2 separate regions of the Danio rerio genome follow, and region 2 is linked to region 1. Evidence: chromatin contacts called from public Hi-C data. All regions are on one chromosome and are shown on one strand. Each heading gives the region's core, a stretch centred on a gene start, on an enhancer-like site or on the middle of the called end of the contact. The rest is flanking DNA. Distances are from core to core; before and after follow the strand shown.

Evidence for each region. Hi-C and Micro-C count contacts between places; a contact is called where the count stands out from the background.
Region 2: a contact with region 1 is called in a Hi-C map of hematopoietic stem cells, with 2.1 times the contacts expected there. The contact joins the promoter of desi1b here to the promoter of mrtfab in region 1. A contact is called at or near these places in 3 of 18 Hi-C or Micro-C datasets (caudal fin, hematopoietic stem cells and an unstated tissue).

What each region holds. Positions count from the first base shown.
Region 1 is chr12:20,365,667-20,370,384 of GRCz12tu, reverse strand. mrtfab (myocardin related transcription factor Ab) reads right to left here and starts at 2,401. Exons shown (of 19, transcript NM_001201558.1): 1 at 2,367-2,401; 2 at 1,496-1,565. rgs9b (regulator of G protein signaling 9b) reads right to left here. Exons shown (of 19, transcript NM_200830.2): 19 at 2,939-3,661. The coding sequence ends at 3,505. All of the region lies in intron 1 of LOC141376790 (a long non-coding RNA gene), which reads left to right.
Region 2 is chr12:20,539,930-20,544,647 of GRCz12tu, reverse strand. desi1b (desumoylating isopeptidase 1b) reads left to right here and starts at 2,308. Exons shown (of 6, transcript NM_200208.1): 1 at 2,308-2,675; 2 at 2,861-2,882; 3 at 3,745-3,814; 4 at 3,952-4,061; 5 at 4,241-4,363; 6 at 4,450-4,718. The coding sequence starts at 2,588. The coding sequence ends at 4,540. It overlaps xrcc6 (X-ray repair complementing defective repair in Chinese hamster cells 6), which reads right to left and starts at 1,381. Exons shown (of 12, transcript NM_199904.2): 1 at 1,111-1,381; 2 at 880-992; 3 at 648-789; 4 at 318-569; 5 at 49-235. The coding sequence starts at 1,180.

The sequences.
Region 1 (4,718 bases), core at 1,152-3,651:
CCAAAATATTTTAAATTTTTCAACAAAAAAAATGTATCAAGTACAATGGGGAAAGTTGTTATTTTTTACACAGACATTTAAAAAGAATATATTTTAAAACGGTAGTCACAATTCTGGATACCGTGATTTTTTTATCCAAGGTTATCATAAAATCAGAATCTTAAACTAGCCCTTTGCCTACATTGCAATCAGCATTTTATAAAGCTGTATATAAAACTATAGCTGAAAAATGATAAATTGCATCCAAATACTGGGAAGATAAAAAAAATTATCATTAAAATTTTGAAAATCTCAATAAACAATAGAAAAATTATTTTAAATAATAATTAAAATATTAATTTAATTATTAGCCTTTTTTGCACTTGCAAGATGCTGTGATAATGTCCTCAACTTATCTTATTCTTTCACGTATTAGTGGGTGCAGACATTCAAACCTTCTTGACTCAACACTTCCAGTCTCATTAACCTCCATTGATTTTTCACAGCATGTTATTCTGCAGTACTGATGGTGCAAACTTATATTTTCTTATTATATTATATTTATTTCTATGTATCATTATTAACAGTAGTTTGTAGAGCAAGTAGTTTGATTGATTACTGACATTTATTATTGCCTGTAGTTTCCCTACAAGCAAACAAATAATAAGTTCTAAAACAATTGCTGAAAAAAGCTAACTTTCACATTGCAGAATAGTGTCAATGAGCAGCACACATTCCTCATAAGACTTTTTAGATTTTATCCAAGGCTTGGCTTTCTCATTCAATATGCCAAAATATGACTGCAAAAATTGGGAATATAAAATAAAGATATAATGGAAAGTTAAACAAAATCCAGTCAGTAATAAACAACATTAAAATGACTATTAAATTGATTGATAAAAATCTAAAATCAAATATAACATAATAAATATCAATGATAAACATTTAATTTAAACATTTTTGCAAGTGCTGCTACAACATACAGAGCACATTTTTCATGAACAAACTTTCAGATTTGATCAAAGGCTTAATTTTTTTTAAAGGTATCCCAAAATGTGCATGCAAATAAATATGTCCATGGAAACAAAGTCAATGGCAGATTGTATTTATTCAATAGCTGGAATAATTTACAAGAACATTCCGACTTGAGAAACAGTGTTCAGACATGCAGTGTTCAGCTCTGCTTCTTTGACAAGATGGAAGACATAAAGCTCTCTGACATTCCTCCTTGTGCACATCTACACCTGCCTTTACCCTTCAATGCCAGAAATATGGCTAAAAACACATAAACCTTGACAGGCATACAGGTAACCCCATACCCCTATAGTCAGACAGAATTACATAATATTTATCGGCACTCCCTTTCTGGAGCAGATCAGCGATTCTGAGTTTATCATAAATTAGCAAAGATAAAGTCAACAAAAGGGATGATTTCTTCTTGTTAATAGCGAGTATTGTACCTTAAAATAAAATAAAGAGTGATCTTAATGATATCATAAACAATGACTGTCCTTACCTTAACTACGAGATCCACAGAAACAGACTGCGCTTCATTTTCGCTCAAAGTCCAAGACCATCTTGAAGAACTAATGAAAGAGAGGACCGTCATTTTGTGATTAGAATTTGCATATATGCAAATAAATAACCTTAGCACAGTCTCCTATTATAACGCGAGGTAAGTTACTGGCGCAACGGTCAATGCAGATGCTTATGTAATAATCGGTCGTGCATCTGTTATAGCAGATCACGAACATTCAAGATCTTGCCTAAATTCTGCCATACATATTATGTATATATATATATATATATATATATATATATATATATATATATATATATATATATATATATATATATATATTTACATTGATAACTTGTCAATCAAATGGAAATCCAGTGTCAGATCCGCGTGTGTTGTGGATATTTAGTAGGTGTGTCCAGACACTAGCTCACTATATTATATTTGACAATATAATAATCAAACTTACTGCATTATGACAGTGATTTGGCTTAACGCAGATTATAAACAAACCACGATTCCTTCCGAGGACTTTCAGTATCGCTCGTCGCTAAACATTCTTCATCATTGATACGACACGGCAGGAAATGATGTTCTTGTGCTGCTAGAAAGCTCATACATTTGGCAAAATCGTCAAACGTGTCATGTTTAACAAGGCTGAATATGCCAGGAATAGCAGGCCAGATCCTAGTCGCGACAGCTGCATGTATGTAGTAACAGACACTAGTGGATCAAGTGAAATGTGCGCTGAGCAACAATACACGAGAAGCGGATGAATTGTCAAACACCGCTGCTTGGTAATACTGTTTTTACATTTTTCACGCGAAAGGGGAGTCACGTACGAATATGTTTGATATGTATAACTTACCGAGTCGAAAAGTGAAACACAACAACCGTTCGGCTTTATAAAGGTGTTCATCGACTCAAAAAACTGTGCTGAGGCATCCGGCTACTCTCTGCTGTTCAACCGCAGAGGACGGTGAAGCCAGTCGATGACTCGATGCTCTCACAGCACGTCCTGAAAATAAAAGTCCCCTAAAATAATAACAACATGACGATCAAATGAGGAACTATGGCTAAGAAAATGAGTGATTTCTTATAAATGTTTTGAAAATAAATAAATAATAAATGTTAAAAAAATAGTTTAATAAAAAATAATTAAATCATAAAACAATAAATACTAATAATACATTTAAATGTATGTAAATTTTACATTTATGTACGTTTGTAAAATCCCATAGATATAGGCTATGTATCTATATATATTCATGGTAAGACCCTGCCATAAAAATGAGAAAATGGAACTAAAAGCTTTATTTTAAAATAAAAGGCGCCCAGTTTTCATCATTAGGATATTTTGTAATTAAGAGGAAAATGAAAAAATAAATAAAATATACACAATATATACAATGAAATGTACTAATTGTGCATCAAAATAGGTAACTTTAAAATCATTTATTGAGGCACTTACACAATTTAAACATGAGTCATGAACAAATTCACATTTTCAAGTGAACTGTAAACATTTTAAAGGTTATACATTCAGACAGCAAACGTGTATTTACATTCTGTTGTACTGCCTTACTAAATTTACTTCTATGAAAATAACATTTCTCATAGCATTTCACGTTGATGCATGATTCGCAGCTATATAAAACAATAAACAAGCCAAGTACAAAATCTGTTGTTCACACCACTAAACAAACTGATGACAGATAAACAAAAGAAATTCTCTTAAAATAAGGCCCCTTCAGTCATAAAAGAATGGTGACATCAGAATACGTATATATATTTACATTTTTCTTTTTACTTTATAACAAAATCATCTCAGTGGCTACAATAACGTTAGGCACTACCTAAAATCTATCAAAAATAACAAACATGTCAATTTAGAGACCAGGTTACTTTATACATTACTAACCACAGCCTTCTCGGGATTGCAAGACACAATATTTATGAAACAAGTGTTGGTTCAGTGTATTTCCTTCTACTTCCATTTGGTTTCGTTATCCTGCTCCATCTTGTTTCGTGACAGTTTCCCATGGGCAAATGATTTCTTTCACACCTCCTCTTGCTGTATTGGGACTGTCGTCCTCCTCGTCTTCGGAATCGATAGGGTAGATGCGGCATTCAGGTGGGATGTCAACTTTGATTTGAAAAAAGCTGTGAAAGAAGTCAGGTTATTTTTCAAGTACTGTCAAATTGTGAAGTACAAACACTAATAAAAGTATCTGTTCATCATTTAAAAGCATAGTTCATTCAACATTGCTGAAACCTTCATGAGTTATTTCTTCTGAACACACACAAAGAAAGATATTTTGAAAATATCCGAAACCAGTAACCATTGACTTTCATGGTAGGAAAACAAACAATTTGAAAGACAATGGTAACAGATTTCAAACATTCTTCCAAATATCATATTTTATGTTCAACAGAAGAAAAAAACTCAAACGGTCATCATTTACTCATACTCCACTTGTTCCAAAACATGTTCCTTAGAATATCCTTAGAAAACCACTTGTTCCTTAGAATATATTGTATTATGTTTAAAAAAAGAAATTTATAAAAGATTAGAACCACTTGATTGTGAATAAATTGTAAGTAATTTGTAATTTTTGGTTAAACAATCCCTTCAATTTGAAAAAAAAAAGAGTATTATTAATCTGAACTTTTACACTATACAATATTAAACCCTCAGTGTTCCCACAATAGCATATTGTCTCACTATAGATACTGCATTTGAACTTGAACTCACTTGTATGAGAGTATGAGTCTGATCTATACCTATATAGTGTGAATATGGATGTAATAAATGACATTTTTTATGACCCATATAGGTATGTCATTGTCCAAAGAGCTAACAGTGTCAGTCACATTTCTTCACTTTAATTTATAAATCCCTTCCTATGATCTCATGGGATTTTAAAGTTTTCACTAAATGTGCATTTCTCAGAGGTAGTAAGACATCTGGGTATTTCTCATCTCCTGTTTTCAAATACTGTGAATTTTAATGTACTACTTCCTCAGGAAAAAATAAGTATACTTTCAGTTCATTTTATAAAAATGAAGTATAAATTTGAGTACTTCACAGATAGGGCGAGGCAGTGGCGCAGTAGGTAGTGCTGTCGCCTAACAGCAAGAAGGTTGCTTGGTCACTGGTTCGAACCTTGGCTCGGTTGGCGTTTCTGTGTGGAGTTTGCATGTTCTCCCTGTCTTCGCG
Region 2 (4,718 bases), core at 1,059-3,558, 170 kb before region 1:
AATTAGACATGCAAGTGGAAAATTACCAAACATTTGCAGAGTATTTACCTGCATTGAGCTCTTTTCTTTAACTCTTTTGCTCTGACTCTCTTCTGCAGGTCCTCCAGTTTCCTGCAGGGCTCAATCTGAAGGCCGAGATCACTTTCATCTTCTGGAGGACTTACAATATCGCAAAAGAACAGTGAAACATCAAACCCTCCAGGCTTTGAGAGGTGCATCAAGTCAATGGCTACACCTGAAGAACACACAGAACAGTTTATCATTTATTCACAGTTAAAACAAAAAGAAATGTTTTATTTTCCTCTTAATATCCTTACCTGTCTCTTTTAGGTCAGCAGCCTTTGTACGAGCCTGTCTGTCTTTTGCACTGTCTCCTCCATGAGGCTCATCCCTGCATGTGAATATCATGAGGCGCTTGTGTGACAGTCGCAACTTGATGTCACTGTAAAGGTTGGAACAGCACCACAGAGCCTCTCCGAGAGAAGTTTCCCCACTGCCCATGGTCTTTTCAGCAAACTGACCACCTTTATCACCTTTCAGTTTATCAATATCCTGTACACGTTTTGCTCCTGAGAAGCGAATCAGTATATGAGGTAGATTCACCATCAAAAATGTAGTCTAAGTTGAATAAATAGTTAATTACTGACCAGGGGACTCCAAGTCGTGGTAGACGTAAACATGCTTGAAGGAGTTTCTGGGGTTCTTGCTCTGCTCAGTCCCATAAAACACCAAAGCAACCAGGTCTCTGTCACTGCTTATGATCTTACTAGTGTACACACTGCGCACACACTAGACACAAAGACAAATATATTTATTAGGCATGTATGGGAATACAATATTGTAGCAACATATGAATACAGTTAAACTTTTTAGGCTCACCTGCATAGTCATGTCAAAATTTGATGGCTCTCCATTCTCCCCTTTGATGAACATCTCTTTGGATGCATCAACCAAAAACACCAAGCTGTCACGGCCGCTGCTTTTGTAATCGCCTTTTAATTAAAAAGGTACACGTTTAATCAGATGTTCGTTTGATCTATGCACGTTTAATGAAGAACAAACGTTTATTTCATACGGGTTCAATAAATCAATTAAGATGGCTAGGCTAACCTCCAGACTCTTCTTCATCCTGCTCATCCACATCGTCTTCGTTTGGAAAGTAATTTCCCCAGTTCGCCATTAAAGTTACTCTTAGTTTTACCTTAGATTCGAGTCAGAGTTACTTTCACAAACAGTTTAAGTAAAACAAATCAAAATGTATTAACGTTACACTAACTATAAACCACTCTTCTCTTTTGCGCTAGCTAGAGAACTTTGTATCCCTTCACGACCGTGCGTGCATGCAACCAGTCAATGCGCCATAAGTTGAGTGACAGCTCCACGATCCTATCAGAGACGACTTTTGAAAGGCACTCACCAATTGGGACACAGGAGCAAAGTGACTGGTCAATCCAAATACGCGGAAGTAAACAGAACAATTTCACACAGTAAAGACAGGATTTGATATAACTAAAACATATATATAACTAGTAAACGTGAACGAATAGCTTTCGGATTTGTTATGTATGGTTTGAAGCGATTCCCAAAACATTTCGAACTTCATGAATCGGATTCTCACCCTCAATTTTGTCTCGAGTGAACCGAAAACATTCCCCCGCGAACCTGAACGTTTAATAGATGAACATCTGGAGTAAAATGGAAGCGAGATGGTCCTGGTTAATTTTTAATCCCTGGTTAATCCAGATCTAGTGATTAAGAACTGCGCATGACTGCAAACAAACTCTTTAATTCACAAAACAGCAACACTCATCATCTATTTCTTCAATTATACCCCCAGTTTCAAAAACAATGTTTAAGACTAGTAAAGATTAAATTGCAAGATTGAACTGTCTCAACTCAAAATAACTTGCAGTAAGATGTCTTAAAATACACGTGTCATTTTTTTTCTCCAGGTGCACAGCAGTTATTTAATAAAATATTTTTCTAAGGCCATTTTTTAAATATTTGGCTTAAATAGACTTATTTAACTAAGGCCTAGTCCTCGCTTAATCTAAGCCCTGTTTGTGAAACTGTGCCTAAAAGTTTTAGTCCATGTCACCAGAATTGACTGAATCTCGTTTTTGATCCGATTTATTGAAAAGAACCGTTCAAACGAATTAGCTTCAGGCATTCGGCTCACCGGTTGATTCGGCTAGTAAGTGTAAACACCGTCATGCTTGTTTTCATAAAGTTCGCCATCTAGCGTTGTGGATGTTATTAGTTTTACAGATGTTGGTAATATATCTGCGCTACAATTGGTCGAGCCCCAGTGAATAAGCACATTTGTCATAACCGGTGTCCAAATATCTCGAGTCACTGTTGCCAAACGAATGCTGAACACCGCGTTGGACCTGTCAAACTTTCGTGGTTAGGATAATTTGTTAAAATACTTTGTGTTCGTTTTATGGATGTGTGATAATGAGACTTTGAGACACCAAAACAGTGAAGTCTGCCTTTTTCGAGTCGAAAACTCAAGATAGATTTACGTTTGTTTACAGTAGCGTTGCGTTTTTGTTTGTAAACAACACTTTGTTCTGAATCAGTTGCCATGGCTAATGGAAGTTCTTACACCGTTCAGCTGTACGTTTATGACCTGTCAAAAGGACTGGCCCGTCAGCTGAGCCCCATGATGTTAGGTGAGTTCTCCAACTGTTAGCTAATGTTTATTCTGGGAAGTTGGTTAAGGATGCTTCTAGAATAGCTCATGTTTTGTGTCACTAAAAAGTATTTATACACTGTAGAGCACAAATATGTATTTTCCCTATTGAAATATGCAAATAAATCATCGAAAAACTTTGCTTTTTTACATCTAAACTTACAGGAAAGACAGTCGAGGGAATATGGTGAGTACTTTTCTTCTTCTGTTTGTTGCACGTTTTATAAACGAAAGCAATAGTTCATCTAAAAGTGAACATAATATAACCATTTATTTTCTTCTGTTAAAAAATATATTTGTAATAATTTGTTAACACTTTAAACTAACCAATGACTTGCATTTCATTTAGCATTTTTTATTAACAAAAAGAATCAGAATTATACAGTAATATACAAAAATGCATATGCCAGAGTGTACATACATTCAATAATTAAAAATGTTTTATTCCTGAAGAATATTATAAGTCTTCCTTGCTTTTTTATTACAATGTTCTCCAAACTTGTGCAGTAGTCCTTAGTCCCTTAATGAAAATGAACTAAATTTGGCTTTGATCCAGTCCATTTTTTATGTATACAAAACTTTCCAAAAATAGTAAAAAGATGTACAAGGAATGTACATTTGTTACAAATATTGACATAATAAATGCAAATATCAAAATCTTGTTGTTATTTGAATATAATATTGGTTTTCCTTCTAGGAAAAATTTCCATATCCATCCAAAAATTCCTTGAGTATATACAAATAAGATACAATAGATTCTTTTTCTATAGAACAAAAATCACAGGAATAGTCAATATCCAAATAAAACCTCTCTAAAACCTCTTTCACAAGAAGCATTTTTTGTGTCCAACTTTGCCGTCCAACTATGGAAGTCAACGGCGGCCATCATTCTTCAGCATTTGTAACAACCTGAGAGAGTAAATTTAAATTTCTTCATGAACTATTGCTTTAAATACGCATTGGTTCCAATGCTTGTGTTTTTTAATTATAATACTAATAATAATAATAAATTAATTCAACTGTCTCTATTTGAATGTTTCTTAATGAAGGCACACTGGAATAGTGGCTTACGGGGAAGAGTTTTTCTTTGGAGGAGGAGGTGTTACAAGCTGCTATCCTGTAAGAAATGACCAATGGATTTTTTATTCATAAACTCAGTGTGCAACCCAGTTTATTTTTTAAGCATATGAAATAGAAACTTTAGGTATTTTACGGATGTCAAATAATGTTGTATTAATTGTACTTTCATGTTTTAGGGTTGTACTATTCTTGGTATGCCTGATTCCACAGTGGACCTAGGAAACACAGAAGTTCCTCGGGACCTTTTTCAGGAATATCTGTCTTCGCTCGGGGAGTCCACTTATAGGTCAGTATAGTTCTGTTGTTTGCATTTAACAGGAAATTGCTATGAGATATTTTTACTATTAAAAGTAGAGATATTTGTGAAAGCTGTCATCATTTAGCAGTTCCATTTTCTGCCACTACCACCACAACACAAACGCCACCATTTATATGCGCAAATCTGTTTTTCCTCCCCTTCCACAGACCTGAAAAATACCACCTTTTTGAACACAACTGTAACACCTTCAGCGCTGAAGTTGCGCAGTTTTTAACAGGAAAAAAGATTCCCTCATACATCACGGATCTTCCATCTGAAGTGCTCTCTACGTATGATGGCAAACAAATACACTTTTAACACTATTTGTAATATTACAATTATTAACTGTTTTTGTTTTTTCCCCTTCACTCCACAGACCTTTTGGACAAGCGCTCCGTCCTCTTCTGGATTCAATCACCGTCACTCCATCCGGGAACAATGGCATGAATGGATATGGCCAGAGGTAGAAGATCTGGCTGCATCTAAGAATGTATTAATACAGCAGTCATGAAGAGTCACATTGTGCCTTTCAAGATCAAAAATAGCTTTTATATAAAGCAGGGCTTTCAGTTTCTCTGCTCAGTGCCTTTTCATAAAGTGATACATTTTCACTCTCTTTTTTTATGCTATCTTCAGTGATCTGCT